Linked DNA regions of Mus musculus: regions 2, 3, 4 and 5 are each linked to region 1. A link is a contact called in public Micro-C and promoter capture Hi-C data. All regions are on one chromosome and are shown on one strand. Each heading gives the region's core, a stretch centred on a gene start, on an enhancer-like site or on the middle of the called end of the contact. The rest is flanking DNA. Distances are from core to core; before and after follow the strand shown.

Evidence for each region. Promoter capture Hi-C pulls out the DNA fragments that hold promoters and counts their contacts. Hi-C and Micro-C count contacts between places; a contact is called where the count stands out from the background.
Region 2: a contact with region 1 is called in a Micro-C map of embryonic stem cells, with 12 times the contacts expected there. The contact joins the promoter of Dmxl2 here to the promoter of Peak1 in region 1. A contact is called at or near these places in 1 of 39 promoter capture datasets (liver), 3 of 484 Hi-C or Micro-C datasets (all in embryonic stem cells) and 1 of 115 datasets of contacts at active chromatin or transcription factors (astrocytes).
Region 3: a contact with region 1 is called in a promoter capture Hi-C map of pre-B cells, with 5 times the contacts expected there. The contact joins the promoter of Idh3a here to the promoter of Peak1 in region 1. A contact is called at or near these places in 3 of 39 promoter capture datasets (erythroid cells, liver and pre-B cells).
Region 4: a promoter capture Hi-C map of erythroid cells shows a contact between it and region 1, with 23 times the contacts expected there. The contact joins the promoter of Dnaja4 here to the promoter of Peak1 in region 1. A contact is called at or near these places in 3 of 39 promoter capture datasets (erythroid cells, hippocampal neurons and liver) and 1 of 115 datasets of contacts at active chromatin or transcription factors (astrocytes).
Region 5: a contact with region 1 is called in a Micro-C map of embryonic stem cells, with 5 times the contacts expected there. The contact joins the promoter of Tmem266 here to the promoter of Peak1 in region 1. A contact is called at or near these places in 1 of 484 Hi-C or Micro-C datasets (embryonic stem cells) and 2 of 115 datasets of contacts at active chromatin or transcription factors (astrocytes and large pre-B cells).

Annotation. Positions count from the first base shown.
Region 1 is chr9:56,416,466-56,419,484 of GRCm38.p6, reverse strand. It overlaps Peak1 (pseudopodium-enriched atypical kinase 1), which reads left to right and starts at 1,435. Exons shown (of 7, transcript NM_172924.3): 1 at 1,435-1,544. It overlaps Hmg20a (high mobility group 20A), which reads right to left and starts at 866. Exons shown (of 10, transcript NM_025812.3): 1 at 554-866.
Region 2 is chr9:54,500,137-54,503,155 of GRCm38.p6, reverse strand. It overlaps Dmxl2 (Dmx-like 2), which reads left to right and starts at 1,530. Exons shown (of 44, transcript NM_172771.2): 1 at 1,530-1,805. The coding sequence starts at 1,719.
Region 3 is chr9:54,584,944-54,587,962 of GRCm38.p6, reverse strand. Idh3a (isocitrate dehydrogenase 3 (NAD+) alpha) reads right to left here and starts at 1,452. Exons shown (of 11, transcript NM_029573.2): 1 at 1,420-1,452. The coding sequence starts at 1,446.
Region 4 is chr9:54,697,930-54,700,948 of GRCm38.p6, reverse strand. It overlaps Dnaja4 (DnaJ heat shock protein family (Hsp40) member A4), which reads right to left and starts at 1,390. Exons shown (of 7, transcript NM_021422.4): 1 at 1,089-1,390. The coding sequence starts at 1,220. It overlaps Gm46113 (a long non-coding RNA gene), which reads left to right and starts at 2,229. Exons shown (of 2, transcript XR_001779175.2): 1 at 2,229-3,019.
Region 5 is chr9:55,325,379-55,328,397 of GRCm38.p6, reverse strand. Tmem266 (transmembrane protein 266) reads right to left here and starts at 1,485. Exons shown (of 11, transcript NM_172923.4): 1 at 1,398-1,485.

The sequences.
Region 1 (3,019 bases), core at 186-2,685:
CTTCACTCAGTTAAGGACAAGCTTGACTTGGGTGCAAGGGTGGGCAATTCACAAGTCACATAACAAAGTATGTAATCTTGCAGAGAATTTTAACAAGGTGTTTAAAATTCTTTGGAGACAGCATTAAGACAATCTTGCTGGGGAGAGATTTTCCAATTTACACACAGAAACAAAATACATAAATTCTGATCGTGGCCTGGTGATTATCATAATTTGGGGAAATAACCGAACTTGTGACGTGAAAATACAACCCCAAGGCTGTAGGAACTCTCTCTGAGAATGGCACAAACCAACACCTTTTCTGGCTCTCATCAACACGGGAAGTGGCTTGGACACCCCCCAAACATCATCCTACCCCCACAGGAAGTGAGTTACAGTTCCCCCTCCCCTATGACAGCATGTCTCCCTTCCCCCAACCGGAAGTGAGGCGCCCCCATTCAGTGGGCCTTAAACCAAGACAAACCAATAACAGCAGCAGCAAAAGAAGGATGATCTTCAAAGGGGGAAGGACATCTCGACTGTTGCCACCCCCATGCTCGTCTTGCTTACTAACCTGCTGACGGCAGGAGCAGGCAGGGGCCTGGGGACTAATGAAAGTCCCTTGCACAGAGGACAATTCCCTCAGCCCCTCGCAATCGCCTTCACTCTTCACTCCGTCGTCTCACAGCTTGACAGAAATTCCTCCGCAGTACTTTATTTTGGTGTCTTTTCTTACTCTTTACCTAATCACTTAGTCACCTCCAGATAGGTAACTTCTTTTAACGTGGTAATACTGAGAATTGTTCCGTTGAGGAGAGACGTGAAATGTTATACCCGATACTTTCAGAGAAATGAAGGGATTATTTTGCCCAATGCGGCGAAGGACTACGTGACCACGCAAGGTGAGACACACTTTCGCGAAGGTTCTTGGGAAATGTAGTTTTCATTTTCATTGCTAAGGCTCTCAAAAAATAGTGGGACTTAAATTTTAATTACTGTATACTGGACTCTTAGAGGATAGTTATTCTGTACTAGACGAATGGCTGACTTAAGGTGATTCGGCCCCGAAAAAAATCCAAATCTGCGCTGTTTCTTTCCACTGGCGTTTAATTGAACCCAAATTCCCCGTCACATGGACTCAAGGTCCCTGCCGCCCCGCCCCCTGGCTTTGGCTCCACCCCTCAGCCAATCAGACTTTCTCTAGCTCGTGTTCTCCGGATATTGGCACTCAGGGAGGCGTGGCCTCTTGTCAACTCCTCCCATGGGGCTGAGAGTAGAGCTCGGAGACCGCCGAGGTTTGGTGCGGGCACGCGCGGGCGAGCGCGCGCGGTCTGAAGAAGTGAAGCGGCAAGGGTGCGCGCGGCGGGGCGGCGTGCAGGGTTGGGAGGAGCGAGCGGACTGGTGGGCTGGGCGGACGGAGAGCGGCCGGGAGCGCGCTGTGGACTCCGCGGCCGCGAGTAGTTAGTTAGTTGTGTCAGTTGCTCGGTGGAGGCGGCCGCGATCACCAGAAAGGGGACGGGACAGGAGGCAATGCTGAATATCGCAACGGCTTGTGCTCCCCTCAGGTAACGGGGGCAGGGTTGCCCACGTACCCTCCGGTCCCTTTCCCACACGCGCTGGCTTATGGGGCCAGGGTCGCCGAGAGGTGAGGACGCGGACCTAGGGGGGATCGGGACTGGGTGGCGCCGCAGGGGCTCGGCAGCCCGTGCGTCCTGCGGGGCGCGGGCTGCAGTGCCCCGGCCACCCACGCGCCCCGCGGGCGCCGCGAGCCCTCTCATGCCCCCCACCGGCCCAGGCCTCGTTACCCTGGCTGCGATGGTCCCGGGAGCGCGGCGCCCCCCAGAGGAGGGAAAGTTGGAACCTGGCGGCTAGGGACTTCCCGGGGCTGGGCTGCGAGGCTCCAGGGGAAAGTGAAGCCTTAGAGGAGCTGGAGATGTGGAGGCTGGGGCAAGAAGGGCTTCTGCCTAGTCTGTATGGTCGCCTCACTCCCAGACTTTGGAGGATCAGGCTCAGCCTTGCCTCAGCAGTCAGGACGGAACCGGTGGCTCTGTGCCTGCTCACTTTACGCTCTGGCCAGGGAGCCCCTAATGTGCGCAGGCTTCCTAGGTTGCTTAGGGGTTTGGGATTTTGAGAGGCTGGGTTAGACATTTGTTTTTCTTTGCCCTTTGGCTTATGGGTTCTTGCCAATTTCCTTTCCTCCTTCGAAGAGGACTACCCATCTGAATTGGGTCCCCTTCTCGTTATCCCCCATCTTATGCTCCATTTGTTGGAGAGCTTGATTTTGTTCTTGGACTTCATTAAGGACTGCTGAGAGCAATATCAAAGAGTAGTCCGCCCTCCAGTCCCCCTCCCCCAGGCCCCATGTCTGCAGTCCAGTTTTTAAGGACCCAAATTGAGGAACCAGAGCTGTGGAATGGAGTTATTGGATGGCTGGTGTTGAAGGATAGAGATGAGTTAGAGGAAAACTATGATTTCATCTTTATTGGCCTTACTATAGAAAACCCAGTACATTTTTCTTTGCCTCTGTTGAATGTGGTAAGAGTACACTCTCAATTAAATACTTGGTGACTTACATAAAAGACTATTTTTAAGCCACTGGATGATGTGCATGAACTGCTTTTTCACCTGAGTCGGAATTGCTTTGAGTATTCTGTTTGGTGGCCTATCTGTTGACTTGATCTTTTTCTTTCTTTCTCTTTCTTTTCTTTCTTTCTCTTTTTTTTTTTCAGCCACACTGTCCTCCCTTTATCTACCTTGGCAAATTAAGTATGTAGTCAAGAGAACACATATTGCTCTCTGCAAAGAGGAAAAAAAAAAAAAAACCCAGAAAGCCCAAACTTGAATTATCCACAAGGGTAAAACTTTCCATGAGCAATCTTGGATACTCACTTCATGATGGCTTCTTTTGTAATCTCAGAGCATTTTAGATCTTTCAATTCACTGACTACCCTAATTACTTTCCAAAGTGCCTGGCACTTTCTTTGGTGACTTTTTCAGTAAACTATAATTGCAGGTGAGGTACATTTTCTTGGCTTCCAAG
Region 2 (3,019 bases), core at 281-2,780, 1.9 Mb after region 1:
TGTTTCTCTGGATGGATTGGAGAGAGAATGTACTGAAGACAGCACATGGGCGGCAACTAGGGTAGTTAAGCGAGAAGCCGTGAAGGCGGAGCCACAGGTAGAGGGCTGGGGAGCCGGTGAGGTGCATGGATTGTGAAGAGAAATGGATGGGTGGAGGTGGGGAGTGACTCCCCCCCTCCCCGAGATCTTAGCCTGGGGGTTTATGCCACTATAGATGAAAAGGGATATGCCTTAGGTCGCTGGGAATTAGTTGATTACTGATGCTGCTTTCCCGGAACAGTAAACATGCGGAATCTGCCTCCATTCTCCACCCTCGGCACATTCACCTGATTATACATTTCAGCTGAGAAGTAGCAGATAGCCTTTAGGACAGGCAGAACAAAATCTGGGCTTCTCAGTGGATTCAGTGTCTCGAAAGCCCTGGACATAGAGCCCCCCTGGGTGCGTGTATTTCTTGTTAACTATCATATCTTTCCCCTAACTGATATACCTGCCTCAAGCATTGAACTTAGTGTCTCCCCCGTACATTTTACTTTCTAGCTCTCCTAATTTCTTTATTATAATGCTTTATTCCTAGTTGCTCCTAGCCTGTCAAAATTGAATCCAGGGACTCATTACTCTATGTCCTCAGAGAGATCCTTCCAGCCCCCTAGTTAACATATTGTAACCTCATCGATTTTTGTATCTTTTGTAAGCCTTGTGCGTGTTTGGTCTTAAATTTTCCTCGTTAACCTTTGTTCCGTGCCGCGGTTTCTTTTCTACAACCTGAGCTAAAAATCGCAAAGAATTGACCCGGTGTGTGTGTGTGTGTGTGTGTGTGTGTGTGTGTGTGTGTGTGTAGTGGGGGCAGGGATCTGATTTCAAATTAGCAGACAGCCTGGAAAAGCAGGCGATTCTGCGACTTCATGACATCATACCCTGGGGGAAAAACACTTTTAGATAGAGGGATCACCGGTCTCTAGGGGGACGTGTGAGAAAAAGTGTGAGCACAACAATTTGCTGTCGGGGGAGTTCAGCATCCCTTAAAGGCTGTAAGATGCTGCATACTTTAAAGTAGACAGAAGGACCTTAAGATCATGGGATTGCCCAGTGATGGTAGTGTCCTTCCCCTGAGGTCAGCGGTACTGACCAGCACGCGCTGTCCTCGAGAGACGCTTAAACACTTAGCAAAACAGGCCGGCCCCCTGGCCCCGCCCCTGGAGGTCTGGGCCCCGGGCTCCCAGGGAACTCCCGCAGGTCTGCGCGCGCAACCGGCACAGAGGGTCCGCGCGTCGCGGCGCGCGCAGTTGTCCTGGAGACGGTGGCGCGCGCACGCGCACGCGCGGCGCCGAGAGCGTGGCTTCCCGTGTGAGCGCGTTCTTTTGCCTGCGCGCCGCGTCCCCGCGCCGGGCGCGCGCCGGCCTCTCCCTGGCGCGCGGCGTGACGGCCTCGCACGCGCCCCGCTTGCGCGCTCTCCGGCGCCGCCCCCGCCTCGCACGCGCCGCGGCCCTGCGCCCGCACTGTGCGCCGGTGCGGCAGGCCGTGGGAGCATCCGGGCATTTCCGCAGCCGAGCGGCGGTCGGGCTGCGGCGGCCGGAGCCTCTCATGGCCGGGCGGCGGCCGGCAGACGACAGGCGAGCGGGGCGCTGAGTCCCGAGGACGCACAGGAAGAGCGGCTGCGGCCGGGCGCGGGACTCGTCCTCCTCTGGCGCAGAGCTCATTCCAGCCGGAATCCCGAGATGCATCTGCATCAGGTCCTCACCGGGGCTGTCAACCCTGGGGACAACTGCTATTCGGTGGGCAGCGTCGGGGACGTCCCCTTCACGGTGAGCAGAGCTGGGGCCTCCCGTAGGGCCGTGAGCGACGAGCCCACCCACGCCCCCTGGGCTCTGGGCTTGGGCGGGGGTAGGGGAAGGATGAGGAATCACCGCCCTCGTCCGCCCGCCCGCCCGCCCGGTGAGTGCGCGGGTGGCGGGGATGGAAGGTTCGGGGCAGCCCCGGGGTCTGCGGTGCCGGGAGGGAGGTGTTGGCAGCGGCCGAAGCCCGGGGCGGCTTCCACCTGCTCCTGGCTGGCAGCGAACGGTCTTGGTCTCAGGGTATGGAGGCGGTGCTGCTCCCTGGCCTCCCGAGCTGCCTGCGGCTTTAAACGCGCCCTCTGTATCTCCCTAGGTAGAATTTTAGCATACGGGAATAGAAAAATCCGCTCTCTCCCTGAAAGAGTTAGAATGGAAGTCACCTTTTCATGAGTGGCCTGTCTTATCTAGCTCAGGGTTCCGTTTCGGTAATCCTTTCAGGTATTAACTTAATCTTTGCAAGCTAGTTTTTTTTTTTTTAATTTTTTTAAAGCCTGAAGCAGTGTTACATTTTAAGACTTTCCTTGGGCGTGTGATAAAAATGTATGTAAACATAGCGTTTTGGAAACCAGCACCTCCCTACACGACATAGTCAGTTTCTCAGCCAGATGGGTGGGATTCATCAATCCTTTTTTGAGAAAAGGCTGATAAAATCAAGCTCTCCCAGAGATTATTTTGTAAGATTCACACGGATTAATAATGTTTTTTATATTAAGTATATACATGGTCCTTCTTAGAAGGAATTGTATTAGTGAGACCTCTATTAAGTACATATTGATAATCATTATGCTTAATTAAATTGGATATTGCTTAGTAATATGCTTTTTAGACAACGGGAACCATTTGATTTGATGTCTACAGCAGCATGTTTGTAAAACTGCAGGAAAAATTACAGCAAAACTGCAGAATCATTATGTAGCACTGCATTCTGGAACACTTTATCTGTTTTTAATGTTTTGTGATTCATTTAAAAAAAAAAACCTCAACAAGGTTGCTTCTTGGCCTTAATAATTTTAAGATGTAGTCAGCTCAGGTTTGTTCTAGTTTTGAAAGAATACTTTTAAAAATAGGGTTGTTTGACATATTATTCTTTCACTAATCAGTGGTGCTGAGTTTGCTACACATGTGACTTAAAACATCAGTCTAGGGCCCTGTGACATGGCTTGCTGGATAAAGGTGCTTACTAC
Region 3 (3,019 bases), core at 203-2,702, 1.8 Mb after region 1:
TTTCCAGGACGCTCTTTACTACTTAGCCTTATTTAGTCCCCCAAGGCTGACTACACCTAGCAACATGAATCAGGTAGAGTGTGTAAGCCCAGACATTAAAGGACTGACTTGTTGCTACACCTTTAAAACCAAATGTGACCTAACAGCATCTCAAGCAAAAGTGGGTCTGAACATAGTGACAACGTAGATTCTAGTCACCAAACAAAAAAGCCTAGTTACTGATGTCCCAGAATCACTGTCTGCTTGATCACTGCCAAGACAGATACATCGATAGCTAGGAAAGCTTCAGGCTTTCATGTCCTTCTACATGGAATAGGTGCTTTCATGCAGAAATACCTGTGACACAAGCACATGTATCTTACAGGTGGGTTCGCAGATGTTAAATAGTTTGCAGAGGATACACAATTGGCCAATGGCTTTGTCAGGATTTAAAATTAAGAACCCCTAAATTGAATTATTAATAAACAATAGTGCATCTCCAAACCTCTCTTTAAAGGAGAAGGGCAATACAAATTTCATTTAAAAATCTGCATTGCTTATAGCAGACTTCTAGAGAGCCACCCACGACGGCATCAGATGACCTACGGCCTGGTCAGTACTATATCCATAATTAGCTAAGTGACCTTGGCCACCGGAGAGACAGAAAATCAAAATACCTCGGGTTTCTCTCAAAGATGACAATGACCTCCTGTATGACCTTGAGCAAATTTGTCTTCGAGGGCAGGTCAGCTCCACCAGGAAACGAAAAGACTGCATATGTAACCTGAAGCGCCTTCCAGCTCTAGTACCTGAACTATCAGGGAGAACTAGAGAGTCCCAGATCGCTGGGTCCCAACAACTGAAGGTGAAAGGACGATGATGCGATCTCCCTGAACGTTCAGAGTATAACTCCAAGGAGCACGATGCCCTGCGTCCTCTGAAGGAGGAATACCTACCAGGGCACCAGGCATCAGACTAGGAAGAGTTCCAAGAGAGAGAAAAATCTGGCTGGCCTAACGGCCCGGGATTCCCTCACCTCGAAAACCCTCTTGCGCCCAGCGTTTACCCGGTCAAAGGCTGAGGGATCAGGGAGGGGCGACCTGGGCATGCTGCCCGGAGACCCGCAGGTGACAGGGCCGCGGGGCCTAGGTGGCCTGTCTGTGACCCTCAAGGGCTCCGGGGGAGGCCTGTGCACCTATCCTGGAGGACACTGGTGGGGACACCCGGAGCAGTACTGGCCGCCTTGACCTTGACGCCGTCCCCGCCCGGCGCGGCTGTCCCGGCTCAGGGCTAGCCACGCACGGCGTGCCGGCCACATTCCCCGAAACACTGCCCGCGGGCCATGAGCCGCCTCCGCGCGCTCGCCTCCGCCATCCATCAGGCGGGATCACAGCCTACTCTCCCTGCTCGCCCTCGAGCTTGCTGCCCTGTAGCGCTCACCTTGGACACCCACGCGGACCCGGCCATCGCGTCCACTTCCCTCACCGCGGCGACAGCGGCAACACCAGGGCGCATGCGCATAGCCCTCTTCCCAAGCCCGCCCCTCACGGCCCCGCCCCGAGGCTCCGTGTGGCCCCGCCCCTAGCTCGGGTCTCTCGATCGCTCACCGCCCCGCTCCGGACCCCGCTGCACAGCTGCCGCTAGCTGACCAATCACCGCCTTCATCTTTTGATGACGCGCGGAGCGGGCCCAGCTGCGACCCGGAAGCCTCCTCCCCTTCCTCCCGCTTCATTCATTGAAAAGCTGTTTGGATGAGTTTTTTGTTTCCGACCTATTAGGGGACCAATCAGCCTTCTTTATTTGGGGGATTGTGCGCCCCTTAAAACTTTGCGGTCCCACTGGGACAAATATCTTGCTTATTTTCAAACATTGTTTTGTTTTGTTTCATTTCTTAAGACAGTATCATGGAGCTTCAAACTGATTATGTAGCTGAGGCTGGGTTTGAACCCCGGACTGCCAGGGGTTCCTCTTTTCTTGCCTCTATCTCCCAGGTACAGGGACTGTAGGCATGCACCACCTCGCCTAACTTGATTCTTACATTTTTTTTTAAATTTTCATTTTTTTGTTTTGTTTTTTGAGACAGGGTTCTTCTGCATAGCCTCAGCTACCCTGAAACTCACTCGCTAGACCAGGCTGGCCTCAAACCTACAGAGATCTGGCCTCTGCCTCCCGAGTTCTGGGATTAAAGGCGTGTTCCACCATCATCTGGCTAATTTTTATTTTTTTTTAATAGCTTTACTGAATAAAAAGCATTTATTAGTCTGCAGAGGACCCGGATTCAGTTCCCAGCACCCTCATGATGGCTCACAAATGTCTGTAACTCCAGATGTAGAGGATCCAGTACCTTCTTCAGGCCTCACAGGGCACCAGATACCAATATGGCACAGGCACCTACATGCAGACAAAACACTCATATACATAAAATAGACAAATCTTTTAAAAAGTACTTGATGTAAATGTACAATCTGAAGTTTTTAGCAAATGTAAGTGTTTTCATAAAATAAATTCAGAAAACACAGCTCTTGGGCTGGGGAGATGGCCCAGTGGGTTAGGTGCTTGTTTCAAAAGCATGAGGACCTGAATTCAATACCCAGTACCCATGTAAAGAGTCAGGAAAGAGTGAGCATCTATAACCCCAGCAATGAAAATCCAGAGCTAGGTGAATCCTGCTGCCATTGCCAGACAGCCTAGCTGATATGATGAGCCCCAGGTTGTTTAGTGAGTGGGAGACCTGTCTCAAAAGCTAAGGTAAGGATACCTACCATGAAGCCATGAAGCACTCAAGCACTCAAGCGCTCTCTCTCTCTCTCCCTCCCTCTCTCTCTCTCTCTCTCTCTCTCTCTCTCTCTCTCTCTCTCTCTCTCCCCCCCACACACACACACCACACTCACATTCTCCATTTACACACTATAACTCTTACTTCAAAAAGAGTAAGAGGGGGTTTAGTCTGACCAAATATAAGTAACTAAGGCCAGGAAACACAGGTTTAGATTACCCCAGTTTCTATGTTTCAACGTGGTAAACAAAAACAAAAACCATG
Region 4 (3,019 bases), core at 141-2,640, 1.7 Mb after region 1:
CATTGCTGCCACAGCCAACCTTCAGCAGTCTGCCTGCTCCAGCTTGGAATTACTAATGCAGACAGGTATTTTGATCCGAGTGTCATTTCCCCAGGTCTAAATGCTAGACAGGGTGATCAGCGGCTCCAAAAGTGATCCAGGTGTGACTGCTATGCGCTCCCACCATGGCGCTGGCTCCCCAGATTCATCTGGGGCAGCCAAAGTGGGTTTTTTGTTTGGTTTCCTTGGGGGTTTGTTTTGTTTTCTTAAACGACAAGAAGTGAAACAGACTAGCTAGCCAACTCTCCTTGCAATGGCTGGTACTTTGAGTCTCCTATTCAGGTGGGCCATTTCCGCTTTGGGAACAAAATGAAGAATGCCTTATTTCTGTAAACAGGATGGAAAAGGTTCAAATTAGGACACCAGTTGCAGAGCACTTCAGCCTATTATCTGTCAGTACTTATGGTCAACCGTGGGTCATTTGTCACAGGAAACCTGGAGTTCTCACTATAAGCAGATGTGTCGGGTTACAGACTTCTGCACCCCTGATTAATAACGACAAAAAAAGTGATGATTCCGTGTCTGAAAACTGTATCAGGCAGGAGGTGGCCCTCACAGATCATATCCACTCAGTCCCTCTCAAGAGGGACGCTGGGTTTGTCTAAGGTACAAGTCAGATCACAGGAACTCATCCCTAGGGCTTATGCAACACGCGGAACAGAAACACAATATTTCGCTGCCGGGGGGGGTCCCCAACAAGCACATAGCTTCTGTTCACCGGTGCCAGGGTTTCTGGTTTGCCGGTGTCTTCTCCCACAGGAATGCCAGGGCTGCCTCAGAGAGCTGTGCTCCCAGAGGTCAGCACGGATCCCCGTCAGGGTCCTCACAGCCCGGAAGCAGGGGCTCCAGAAACACTTGTAGAGCGAACGAAGGTGCGGATGGCTGCTGGCACTGGCGCCCCGCACCTAGCCTTGCTAGGTGCCCCCGACTGACTGCGCCCCGCGGCCTCCCTCGGGCTGGCGCGGCTCCTGGAGAGAGCCTCTGCGTCGCCTTCAATAATTCACAGCCCGGGTCCTCCCGTAACCCCGACACCCCGCGGGGCCCCGCACCTTCTCGCCCTCATCCGGGTTCTTGTCCGGGTGGTACTTGAGCGCCAGCTTCCGATAGGCCTTCTTGATCTCCTCCGGGGACGCGCTGGGCTTCACCCCCAGGATGTCATAGTACTGGGTCTCCTTCACCATCTTGTCTCTGCGGGGTGGGGCGGACGAAGCGGGTCAGCGCGCCCCCGACGCCCCCGGCCCGTGCCCCCGACGCCGGCCTGCGCGTCACCGTCTCGGTCGCGGCCGCTTCCCGGGGCTCCGTCCCGAGCGTGAGCCCGGGACCCAGTTGCGCTCCCGGCACCGCCGCACTCGAGCCGCCGGTACCTCCGCCGCCGGCTTTTATTCGGCGCCGGCGGAAGGTTCCGCCAGGAGGCGTGACGCCACATAGGCCCAGAACGTTCGCGGAGGTTCCGGCGGCTCCGGGGCTCGGTCCTCCGGCCGGGCGCGCGCGCTCACCCGTTCTCTTCTGAAGTCTGCTCCTCTGGCTGGCCGTCCGACTCCCCGGAGCTCCAGTTCTGACTGCCGCCACGGGCCATGTTGGGGTGCTCGGGGGTGGGGGGCTTCGGCGTGGAGGTTTCGGGCTTCGTGGTGGAAGTCGTTCGCTGCCGATTGTCACGCCGCCCCGAGGCCGTCCCCTTGCCCTTGCGTGGGTCCGCGGGGTTGGGTCGCTCTGGGATCCGATGGCCTGCAGGAGGGCCTCGTGTGCGCGAACCCTGGGCAGAGGAGAGCTTGGACTGGGAGGTCAGCGGACGCGCGGACCCCACCCGGCCTCTGCCTCGGGGTGTGGCCCCCTTCTGTTCGGTCACTGCGGGGGTGTGCTCTGGGGTCTGCCTTGGATTGTTGCATTTTGGGGGGTGTTGGAGTGAATGGCTGCCTTCTGTGGTGGCGTCGAGATCCTGCGGTGGCTGGTTCCCCCTAGGCATCTTGAAGGCTGGGTGACCATTAGCCTTTGAAGATGTGAACAGTGGCCTTTAGGTGGCCTGAGTTTGGACACTGGCCTCTCTATTGCCCACAGCTGGAAACCTCATAAGTACCCCAAGGGTGAGGAGTGACGTTTCCCAGCTGTGAGCAGTGATGACGTCTATCACCTGTGAACAGTGACATTATTTCCAAGTCTTTCAAGGATGAGCAGTGATCTCTCTTTTTTTTCAGGAGTGGGAATCCCCACCCCACCCCCACCCCCATACACACACATATCAATGCACAAATGGGCCAAGGCAGAGCCATCGAACCAGTATTGCAGCTCTACCGGGCACTGAAGCCTACAAGACCAGGCGGTCCAATCTTCTACTTCTCTAGGCTGCTTTCAACGGATGCCACGATTAAGACTACTCAAAACATGTGGGTGTGGACTTGCTGCTGCAGCGCTATCAGAATACTGCAGACCCTTCTGGCCTACTTAGGCTTCTCGTGGTGCAACACTTTATCCAGGAGAGGAAGCCACCCTGGCCAGCTCCCTGGAGTCCACTGGCCTGGGTTTTGATCTGGTGGCTGAAGCTCCTCTTTCATGCGCGCAATAGGGATACAAACGACTTAATACCCATGAGAAATTAAGCCAAGCCGCTAGCTTCTTTTCCGGGGAACATGAGAATCCACTTTCTGGATCTTGCTCCTATAGAACAGTCACTTTTGGGCAGATTCAGGACAGGAGGTCAGGAATTTGTGACTCCATTTTCCTGTGTCTTCTCTACACAAATCTCTGCCGTCGGGCTTATTTCTCCACTTCTGGGACATGATCACTGTCAAGTGCCCATCTTTCTCTCAGGACATCTGCAAAGATCAAAGAGAATGATAGCTATAAAGCTCCTGACAAGAACCTGGCTTGCTCACTTAGAAACATTTTTTTTTCTTTTCTTTTTTCCCCCGTTTTGTTGCCTTTGAAACAAGGTCTTGCAACATAGCTTTGACTGCCCTTAAACTTAGGATCCTCCTGCCCCAGG
Region 5 (3,019 bases), core at 236-2,735, 1.1 Mb after region 1:
ACACTGAAGTTGAATGCTGAGCCCCCAGCGTCCTGCAATCTGCAATCGGGTGTGATGCAGATGAACTGGATCTTTACCCTGCTCCTGACTGAGCGACCTTGGGTAAGTCAGTTAACCCCTTAAGTGCCAGCTTCTTCATCTCCAACACAGAGATGACAGCCTTGCAGTGAAGACCCAAGGAAATGAGCCACAAATGGCGTTTAGCTCAGCACTGGGTCCCTACAAGTACATCTCCTGGTTTAATGTGGTACCACAGTCCAGCTGCTGGACCCCCACAGCTTGCGAGTCATTTTCATTTTGTGCTTCCGGCTCTTTCTGTTCTTTTCACTATATTATTCCTGGGGGAGGGCCATAGGGAGCAGTTACATACAGTCCACTTTCCCCACTCTTCTTCACAGCCAAGTTAAAGCTAGGGAAATAGATAATATACCCTGAAGAGAAACCCAGTGCTTAGAATATGGTGATGTATGTATATGGAATATAAGTAAATCATATTTCAGTCTAAACTATATAATGGAAAAAATGAGAATTTATTTCAAAAGAAAGAATTGGCAGGCAACACATTTAAAGAGGATAGAATGGGGTCTTACGGACCTCATTATTTCAGTATTGGTGACTATGAAACAGAATGGAGTATGGGGTCTGACTTCCAACAGGTGGCTAGCTTTAATCGGCTTCAGATGCAAAACCGCGATGAGTCTGAGTAAGCAAGACTCAGATGCTCAATTCAAGGCCTCCTATTAACAATTTAGAAAGAATTTCTTTCCTGGGTTTAAACCTCCCTGGCAAGTTAGCAAGCAGGGAACTGTCTGCACCTGTCCTCGGAACAGTACGCCAGGCTGACATGAAACCCTCCATCCTTTCCAGACCGTCCATCCTGCCGCTGGGGCACCTAGCGACAAACCGGGGAAGCCCACTAGGAAGTGGTCACGACCAGCAAAGCCACAAACCCCTAGGGTGTGGGATTTCCACCTCTACACCACGTCTGAAAACCGAAAATAGGCGTCCACTTGCTATACTGCAATGGGATTCCCCTTAGAAGCAAACCTCCCGCACCCCCAGCTTTCATGTTTTATTAATAAATGCAAGATGGCACACAGAGGCAAAGAATAGGAGGGAAGGCATCCGCAGCTGGACCCGAACCAGGACAGTTTGCAAAAATAAATAAGAAGCATGTGACAAGCAGATCCCCAGTCTGGATCTGAAGACCCCGTGCTCCCCAGAGGATGGTCGTCCGGCTCCCCAGCCCGGGACATGAAGGTCAGCTGCAGGATCCTAGTCCTCCAGGGCAGTCACCCTGCAAACCACGATCCGGCCCCTACCTTTGCCTCCCTCACCCGCCCGCCCGGGCCACAGCCGGGGAAGCCCCGGCGGCTGCCGGCTGCAAGAACACGTACCTGCTGCCGGAGCTCAGGATTCGCTCTGCTCTGCAGCGCCGGGCCCGCGCTCCCGCTCCCGGGGCTCCCCTCTCCGCCCCCCCACCCCCCCGCCCCCTCGCGGCCCCGCCGCTCCCTCCGCCCCTCCGCCCACCCCGCTCGAGCGCGCGCGCACGCGCTTTCGGGACGGCGGCTCTCCCGGGCCCGCGCCTGCGCTCTCGCTGCCCGCTCCCGCTCCCGCTCGCGCGTTCCGGAGGCTGCAGAGGGGCCGCGCGGCTGTCTAGGAAACTGCGACCAGCGGGGGCCGCGTGTGGGCAGTCACCCCCGGCGAAGGGCAAGCGGGCCTCGTGGCGCGGGTGACAGGGGGCAGGAGCTCGAAGCGGAGGCTGGCTGGTGCGGCCGAGGGCGGGCGGGCGCCTGCGGTCCCACGGTACCGCCCTGGGTGCGTTTTCACACACTGTGCTGTGAGTAGCGGCGCGCAGTGTCCTCCGAGGTTTCTGCCTGCCGCCCCTGGTGTGTGCATTGCCCCAAGGAGCCTTTGAAGGCATTGCCCACCCCTCGGTGGTCCCCATCACATTCTCACGTGACAGATACACTGTGCGTGTTGGTCATGTATTGTAAATGAAGAGTTTTCTGCCCTTGAAGCGCCTGTCCCGATTGAGAATGCCTAGAGTAGACAGAGTGACTGAGCAATCTGGGGGTTTAAAAAAAAAAAAAAAAAGCCTCACGTGTGAAAAGGAAAAAAAAAAAAAGCTTACTGCTGTGAACAGTTTTTAAAAACAGTTTTTTAAAAATAGCCGCTTTCCTTTGGGGTTTTGGCCTTCTTATGTTAGATACTTTAAAGATCGGAAACCCTTCTTTCTCTAGGGCACAAAGTTCCTGAGTGACTTTGGGGTTCTCCCCCATTGGCTTCCCCTCCAGAATAATCACTATTTGGTTAGGTTCACGTGGCCTTCAGGAACGCCTGCGACTTTCTTGCCTTCTCTTCCACTAGCAAAACGGTAGAAATTAGAATTGAAAGCTTTAAAACCCAGACCATACATAGAACCGCCTGAAGGGCTCGGATCGGTTTTTTAATAGATACAGAAATGTCTAGACAAGGAATGTACATGGAAAAGTATGTCTTTGTTTAGTCCTCACCTACCAACATTTCTTAACCATCTGTAATGTCTAATTTCGGGGGGCAGGGGGTCCTTGGAGAAAACAGTTGTAGAAGTTATTTGGCTTGACAGGATTTCCCCCTACTGGTTCTAGGCATAAATAGACTGGAAAGTAGAAATGCTGTCCTCCCTCCATACTACCTCCCCGTGACCCCCCATTTAGTAGAACTACACTTAAGTTTCCTTAAGGGCTTTGAACAGCATTCATGACAGTGTTTCGCTGGTTAGCCATCTGGCAAAACATTGAGATACAAAGATTTCCTGAATTAGACTCCAATAACAAGCACAAACAATAATCCCTGGAATTAATGAGATTGCATGAAACTAATCACTCCCCACCCCTACCCCATGTGCCAGAAAATCAAGAGGGAGGAGACAGACTACCCTACCGAATGGGAGACATTGTTGGAAAGAAAGAAAAGAAAGAAAAAAGAAAGAAAACTCTCTCTCTCTCTCTCTCTCTCTCTCTCTCTCTCTCTCTCT